Regions from separate parts of the Pan troglodytes genome. Here region 1 is linked to region 2. Evidence: chromatin contacts called from public Hi-C data. All regions are on one chromosome and are shown on one strand. The core of a region is the stretch at or near the end of the contact, and the rest is flanking DNA. Distances in the headings are between cores, read along the strand shown.

Evidence for each region. Hi-C and Micro-C count contacts between places; a contact is called where the count stands out from the background.
Region 1: a Hi-C map of stem cell-derived neural progenitor cells shows a contact between it and region 2, with 1.8 times the contacts expected there. The contact joins the promoter of GAL3ST3 here to the promoter of BANF1 in region 2. A contact is called at or near these places in 1 of 7 Hi-C or Micro-C datasets (stem cell-derived neural progenitor cells) and 1 of 1 datasets of contacts at active chromatin or transcription factors (stem cell-derived excitatory neurons).

The regions. Positions count from the first base shown.
Region 1 is chr9:68,377,733-68,380,787 of NHGRI_mPanTro3-v2.0_pri, reverse strand. It overlaps GAL3ST3 (galactose-3-O-sulfotransferase 3), which reads left to right and starts at 1,426. Exons shown (of 3, transcript XM_016921284.4): 1 at 1,426-1,647.
Region 2 is chr9:68,331,173-68,334,650 of NHGRI_mPanTro3-v2.0_pri, reverse strand. It overlaps BANF1 (BAF nuclear assembly factor 1), which reads right to left and starts at 2,207. Exons shown (of 3, transcript XM_016921282.3): 1 at 2,069-2,207; 2 at 1,209-1,347; 3 at 436-956. The coding sequence starts at 1,331. The coding sequence ends at 810. It overlaps EIF1AD (eukaryotic translation initiation factor 1A domain containing), which reads left to right and starts at 2,420. Exons shown (of 8, transcript XR_010147257.1): 1 at 2,420-2,542.

The DNA of each region.
Region 1 (3,055 bases), core at 177-2,676, 47 kb before region 2:
TATTTATTTATTTATTTATTTATTTTTGAGACAGAGTCTCACTCAGTTGCCCAGGCTGGAGTGCAGTGGCTCTATCTGCGCTCACTGCAAGCTCCGCCTCCTGGGTTCACGCCATTCTCCTGCCTCAGCCTCCCGAGTAGCTGGGACTACAGGCGCCCGCCACCACGCCCAGCTAATTTTTTTGTATTTTTTTTAGTAGAGACGGGGTTCCCCGCGTTAGCCAGGATGGTCTCGATCTCCTGACCTCGTGATCCGCCCGCCTCAGCCTCCCAAAGTGCTGGGATTACAGGCGTGAGCCACTGCACCCAGCCTGGAGTCTCATTTTATAACAGCCCTGGGAAGGAGGCAAGGTCTCAAGATCCTCCTCCCCCACGATATTGTACACAGCGGAAGATTGATGGGCAGAGAAGGTGACATGCCCAAGGGGCCGAACTGGGGCCACCAGCAGTCCTTCTGACTCTGAGAGTCCCTATTTCCTCCTCCTCAACCATAACAAGGACCCTCATACTATTTCCTATGTGGGCCTAGAAGGGCGTATCCAGCCCCTTCCAGTCCCACCTTTGGGTGGCTACCCAGCTCCAGGATCCTTGCTTTACCAGGCCCAGAGCAAAATAGAAAGCAGGTGTGCAGGCCAGCCACAGAACTCAGTGTAGGGCTCTTGATGTCTGGCATGGCTTTGGGAGGTGCTGCTGCCCAGCTCCCAGGTGATGGGAGCTGAGGACTAAGAAGTTCATATGGAGCCTTCGTGTGTATTATCTCTGCTACCTCAGAACAGCTTCCCATTTTACAGCTGGAAGCAATAGGGCTTAGGGAGTTGCCTCTTGACTCTGGGATTTAAGAGCAAACCAGGATTGAACTTGGGTTCTTTGATGCCTGGTGGCAGGTGCCTAGGCAGGGGTCCCAGCCTCACTATAGCTCTGGTCAGGAGTGAGTGGGTCTGGAGTCCTAGTGAGGAAAAATGGGTGAGCAGCCAGAAGCTACATCAGAGGGTATGGGGGACACGCTGGAAGGGAAGGGGGTGTGTGGGCAGAGATGGGACCAGACAAGGCTGGAGCACTGCTTCTCTACTGGAGGAGGACAGAGAGGATGTGGGTACTTGCACGTGTACCAGCATCTGGCTCACCCAGAAGCCCAAGTATGACCGGCGGTGCCCCGGAATACCCAGCAATGCAGGAGTATCCAGACACCTTCCCGGCCTCAGTTTCCCTGCCTGAGTGAGAGAAGGGAGCTGGCCACATTAGTGTCCAACTCTGCAAGGTTGCCAGAGTAAGACAACTGCATCTGAAGATGCCACCCAGAGACTGTTCACGGCAGCCAGCGGGCAAGCCAGGGAACCACCCCCCCTCCCCCGTCCCCCTTCCTTTCCCCTCTCTCCCCTCTCCCCTACTTGCTCGTGGCCTGGCCCCGCCCCTCGCCTTCCTCCGGTGTGCGATGGGGGGCGGGGGGCGGGGGGCGGGCAGAGCCGGGAGGAGCGAGCCTAGTGGACGCTGCCACCTGATCCCATCCAGGCGCTGAGAGGCAAGCCACCGGCACTCGGCGCGCAGGGCCCCGGGCACCCTCGGACCCCGTGCGGATTTCGAGACAAGGGTCCAGAGATAGCGGCGGCCGCCCCCAACCCGGGCCAGAGGCAGAGCCCAGGCGTGCGGTGTGAGTACTGCAGTGGCCGGCATGGGGTTGGAGGGGTGGGAGTGGACCAGACCGGGATGGGGGCCGAGAGGCGGGCGGGAGAGTGTCTTGGGGGCGTAGTGGTTGGAAAGCATGAGGAGGGGGGCGCTCTACCCCTGGAAAGTGGGAGAAGATAGGGTGAGCGGGCCAATCTGGCCTATCCCCTATGGTGATCAGATCCCACTGGCAGGATCCCTGGGGGATGCTGGGATGAAATTGAGGGAGTGGGAGGTATGGTGCTGGTGGGCAGTAATGGAGACAGGAGGATGGAGGGAATTCCAAGGCAGGGATGACGCGGGGGTGGATGAGAGAGAGAGGAGGCTGGGGGGCCAGGGGCAGACCTGGTGCAGGCTGGGGGGTGGGGGAGGAGGAAAAAGAGGGAGGTGGAAAGATTTGCTCTCCCAGGCCAGTACTTTGCAGACCCCCTCAGCCCTTCGCCCCTCCTCTGGAGCACCCTGGGTCAGCGTCCCTCAACACTGGGCTGTCCCATCCCTCAAGTCAGGACAGGATGGAGTCTCCGGGCCATCCAGCAGTCAGGTCCAAGTGGTCCAGTCCAGGGCACCCCTTCCTCCAAGTGCATCGGTTTCAGCTCTAGAGCTCAGAGGAGACAGAGGAGAAAGGGCTCCTTTAGGAGGGTGGGCACCCAGGCCCATTTTCAAAGCTCTGGTCGGCTCTACTATTTCTTTGGTTCCCTGGAGAAAAGCTAGCAATTTGCAAAACTGGGCAGCAGCGTGAGGTAGATTGTTCTGACTAAAATTAGCACTGACATTCTGATGAGCCTGGGCGTCCTGACCTGCCTGGGATAGCTGGGAGAACTCTCTCTATGGAGAAGACACCAGGCACAATGGGGAGTCGTGTGAAGCATCTGAGGGCAGGAGCCAGGGCCACTGCTCTAAAGCACAGCTCCAGCAGCACCATCACGCACCCCACACCAGCCAGAAAATCCGATGGAAACCCAGCCCAGTGGCCCCCTCCCTGAGAGGCACTGCCTTGGCCCCATCTCCAAAACAGGCATCTTGGAGTCAAATTGCCAAGGGAAGGCAGGCCTCCCACAGTGTCCGAGCAGCACCCTCTCTCAGGACCTGGAATGTTTAGCCTGGCCGAGTGCCCACCCAGAGGAGACAGGGTTACTGCTTCCAAATACCTGAAGGTCTGTCATGGAGAAAAATGTTCTGTGTGCTCTAGGAGGGCAGCACTACCAAGAGTGCAGAATGGGAGGTGGAAGGGGCAGGCCGAAGCAGGTGCTACCACTGGCAGGGTAATCCTGGCTGTCCCGGAAAGAACCTGAACAAGCTGTAAGTTGCTCAGAAATGGACCAGGCTGTATCAGGAGGTGATGAACACCCTGTCATTAACAGTGGCCATACAGAAGCTGGTGCCCACCTTCAGGG
Region 2 (3,478 bases), core at 958-3,457:
TCCTTCTCCTCCCTAAGAGATCATGGAAGATGGCAAGCACCCTGCCCACCCTTACAGAGGCCGGGAGAGCAGATGATATGATGACTGGCAGGTCAACTGTCACCCACATCCGGCCCACCCTGTCTGGTACCTCTGACTCCCACTGACTTTTCCACCAGGTGCTGCCTAGCCCAGCTGTTGACTTAACTGACATCTGGAGCACAGTCCATCTGGCTCCCAGGAAAAGATCCACCCACACCCTCTCCCACATCACTCAGGGATTGAGACACAAGTCACCTGCCTGAGGCCTACATGGCTAGGGTGGCTGCCCTCTGGGAGTGGAAGGGAAGCTGCCAGTTTCGGTCTCTACTGATAAGGAGTGAGGGAAACATGGTCAGTCCCTGGAGGAGAGGCAACTCCCAGCCCACTTGCTTTTCAGTGCACAAAGCCCAGTCATGAAAGCCACTGACTTTATTGATCTAAAAAACTTTACAAGGACAGTGACTGTTCTGCCAAAAAAGGAGCCAAATGGTATCAAACGGATTGAAAGTGAGGGTGGGGGTGAGGGATGGGGCCGGGAATCCATTCAGGAAAGCTGGTAACTGTCACCAGGGAACTGGCAAGGGAAAAAGGACGGGGGAGGCATGCAAGAGCAAGAATCCAAAAAAAAGTTGAAATGGTTAGGGGAGAAAACTCCCAAAAAACCCCGGAGTACGTCGGAGGTGAGTACGACAATAGCAATCTTTTCCTTCGTAGAGGACAGGGGAGGAGTCCCTACTCGGCTGCAAACTCTGGATGAGGGCTGGGGATTAGGAGCTTCCCAGAGAGCATCACAAGAAGGCGTCGCACCACTCTCGAAGGCATCCGAAGCAGTCCCGGGACTGCTTGGCGTTGGCGCCACAAGTGTCTTTCAGCCATTCCCGGAAGAGGTCTTCATCTTTCTTTAGCACCAGAAACTGGCCAAGGACAACATAGGCCTGCAAAACAGGGAAAAGGAAGGGGCGTGCTGCTCAGTGCTCAGTGAGAGATAAGAGCAAGACAGCCATTCCTGTGCCATTCAGAGCACACAAGCCCAGGAAGCAGCGCAGGTTTTGCCCCCCTCTCCTCTCCACCAGGTGCCCAGGCTCTGGCAGCCTCTTCAGATTATACCTTACTGTCCATCCCCCAGCAGATGGAATCACTTCCCTTCCACCCCCCGCTTGCACTAGGTACACGCAGCCACCCCACACCTTGTCAAAACCCCTTTCCTCCAGCTTCTTGCCCAGGACTTCACCAATCCCAGCCAGGCTCCCCACTGGCTTCTCCCCCATGGGCTCTGCCACGAAGTCTCGGTGCTTTTGGGAGGTTGTCATCTTGATCAGGCTTAATCTAGGAATCCCAAAAAAAAGGCAGATTAGGGCTGAAGACCTGGAACTCCTAAGGGCCCACGAGCAATCTCATAGTAAGAGGAAGCCAAGCCAGGGGCTACCGTGGCTTGCTCGATCCCCCTCATCCTGAAAGGAGAAACCAGTTCCAGGGAGACTCTTCCCTACTATTTTTAAGAGGAGTTTCTTCCTGCAGGACCTGGATTTTGATCTTGCCCCAGAGGAAAAACGATCCTGCCTAACAGGTGGCGCAAGCGGGGCAGTGGAAAGATTCCCAGAGTCCGTAGCCAGGGCTGCGCGGAAGCTGTCACTCCCTCTGTGACCTTGGCTGAACCAAGACGACACTGACTGCCTGGAACGGCCACTTGGCGTGGAAAGCTAACCAAAGGGTCTCTCTACCTACAGGGCGAAGCGCACACCTAGCGCTGCGCACACCCGCTCCCCGCCCGCGGGGTTCACGCCGCGCCCCAGCTCCGCCCCCACCGAGCGCCGCTGCGGCCCGCCCCTTCCCGCGGCCCGGCTCCCACGCGCCGCACCCCGCCCCCTCCCCGCAGCGCGGCCAAGCTCTCCCCCAGGGCCCGCCACAGCGCCTGCGACCCCTCTCCTCCCCTTCTCCCCGCAACCCCTCTGGCCTCCAGTCAGGGCCCTGCTCCGCGGCTGGCGCTCACCCGCAACTTCAGTTCCCGTAACGGTTCCTCCCGCCACCCGGCCGCTCCTGCGGATACCTCAAGCCACTAGAACTTTCTTCCACTTCCGTTTCCGGGTCGCTTCAAGAGCCGCCTTTAAAAAAGAAACCTTCCACGTTGGGCACTTCTAGCCAGTTAGAGCTATAGAGTTGAGGCGCCCCGGACCTCGACGGCGTCCTTAGTAGGCGCTGCTTTCCGGTCCTTCGCGGGAAGCCCTGCCTTCTAAGGTCTCGCTTCTCGCGCAGTTCTGAGGGAGATAGGCCTCCAGGGAGAGGACTTCCTTTCTCTGCTGCCCGGACCCGGAACTCAAGGACTTAGGCTTGACGGACCTGGCGTGGGGAAGAGTTAGAAGACGGACAAGGGAGGGGACCGGAGGCCTCCGAGACAGCGCCGGAAGTACGGTTTTCGGAGGGATCAGACTCAGACTCACGTCGCACTCCTCGCAGTTGGACTGGTGGGAACTGGGAACACTGGAGACCTGATTTCTAGCTGACGCTACCGTCGCGGCCGCCGGCAAGTTCCTTTACTGTGTTTTCTTGGTTCAGCCTTGAAGTGAGTCGTGGACGATCCTCTCTCAGCGTCCAGCCTAGACGGCGGGGTTGCTCCGGCAGCGTTCCTGGGAGCCGAGGGCCAGAGACTAAGTGTGGGTGTTTCTCTGAGGGTCTTTTCTCCGGGATAGACAGGGAGGAGGAAGGAGGACAGCAACTAGAGATGACAGTGTTTCCTTCGGAAACCATCAGTCTTAAGGGTACTGGCCTTCGTCTTCTAAGTACGCAAGTCAGAAATATGCAAATGTCGCAGACAAGCCTGCTCACCTCAACCTTTAATTAACTAGTTCCTGGCTTGGACCATCACGGTGGCCACCTAATTTGTCTCCGGCTGTAGTGTGTTGCCAGACTGAACTTCTCTGTTGTGTGACTATGCTAGACTTGGGGTGTACAAGCGTGTTGAGAAAGATACGGTTTATTTCAAACTCCTTCCAGAGAGGTTGCCAGGATGACTTCTCTGGAGCATGCGTATAGTTTTATATTACACCAGTACTTAAGATTATAGGAGTTACTTTTTTTTTTTTTTTTTTTTTTTTGAGACGGAGTCTTGCTCTGTCGCCCAGGCTGGAGTGCAGTGGCGCGATCTCGGCTCACTGCAAGCTCCGCCTCCCGGGTTCACGCCATTCTCCTGCCTCAGCCTCCCGAGTAGCTGGGACTACAGGCGCTCGTCATCACGCCCGGCTAATTTTTTGTATTTTTGTAGAGAGGGGGTTTCACCGTATTAGCCAGGATGGTCTCGATCTCCTGACATCGTGATCCGCCCACCTCGGCCTCCCAAAGTGCTGGGATTACAGGCGTGAGCCACCGCGCCCGGCCGGAGTTACTTTTACATGACATGCATTGTATTGTCCCATTCTGTTGTAGCAGGACGAGTCGCAGACAAAACCCCTCAGACACCAGA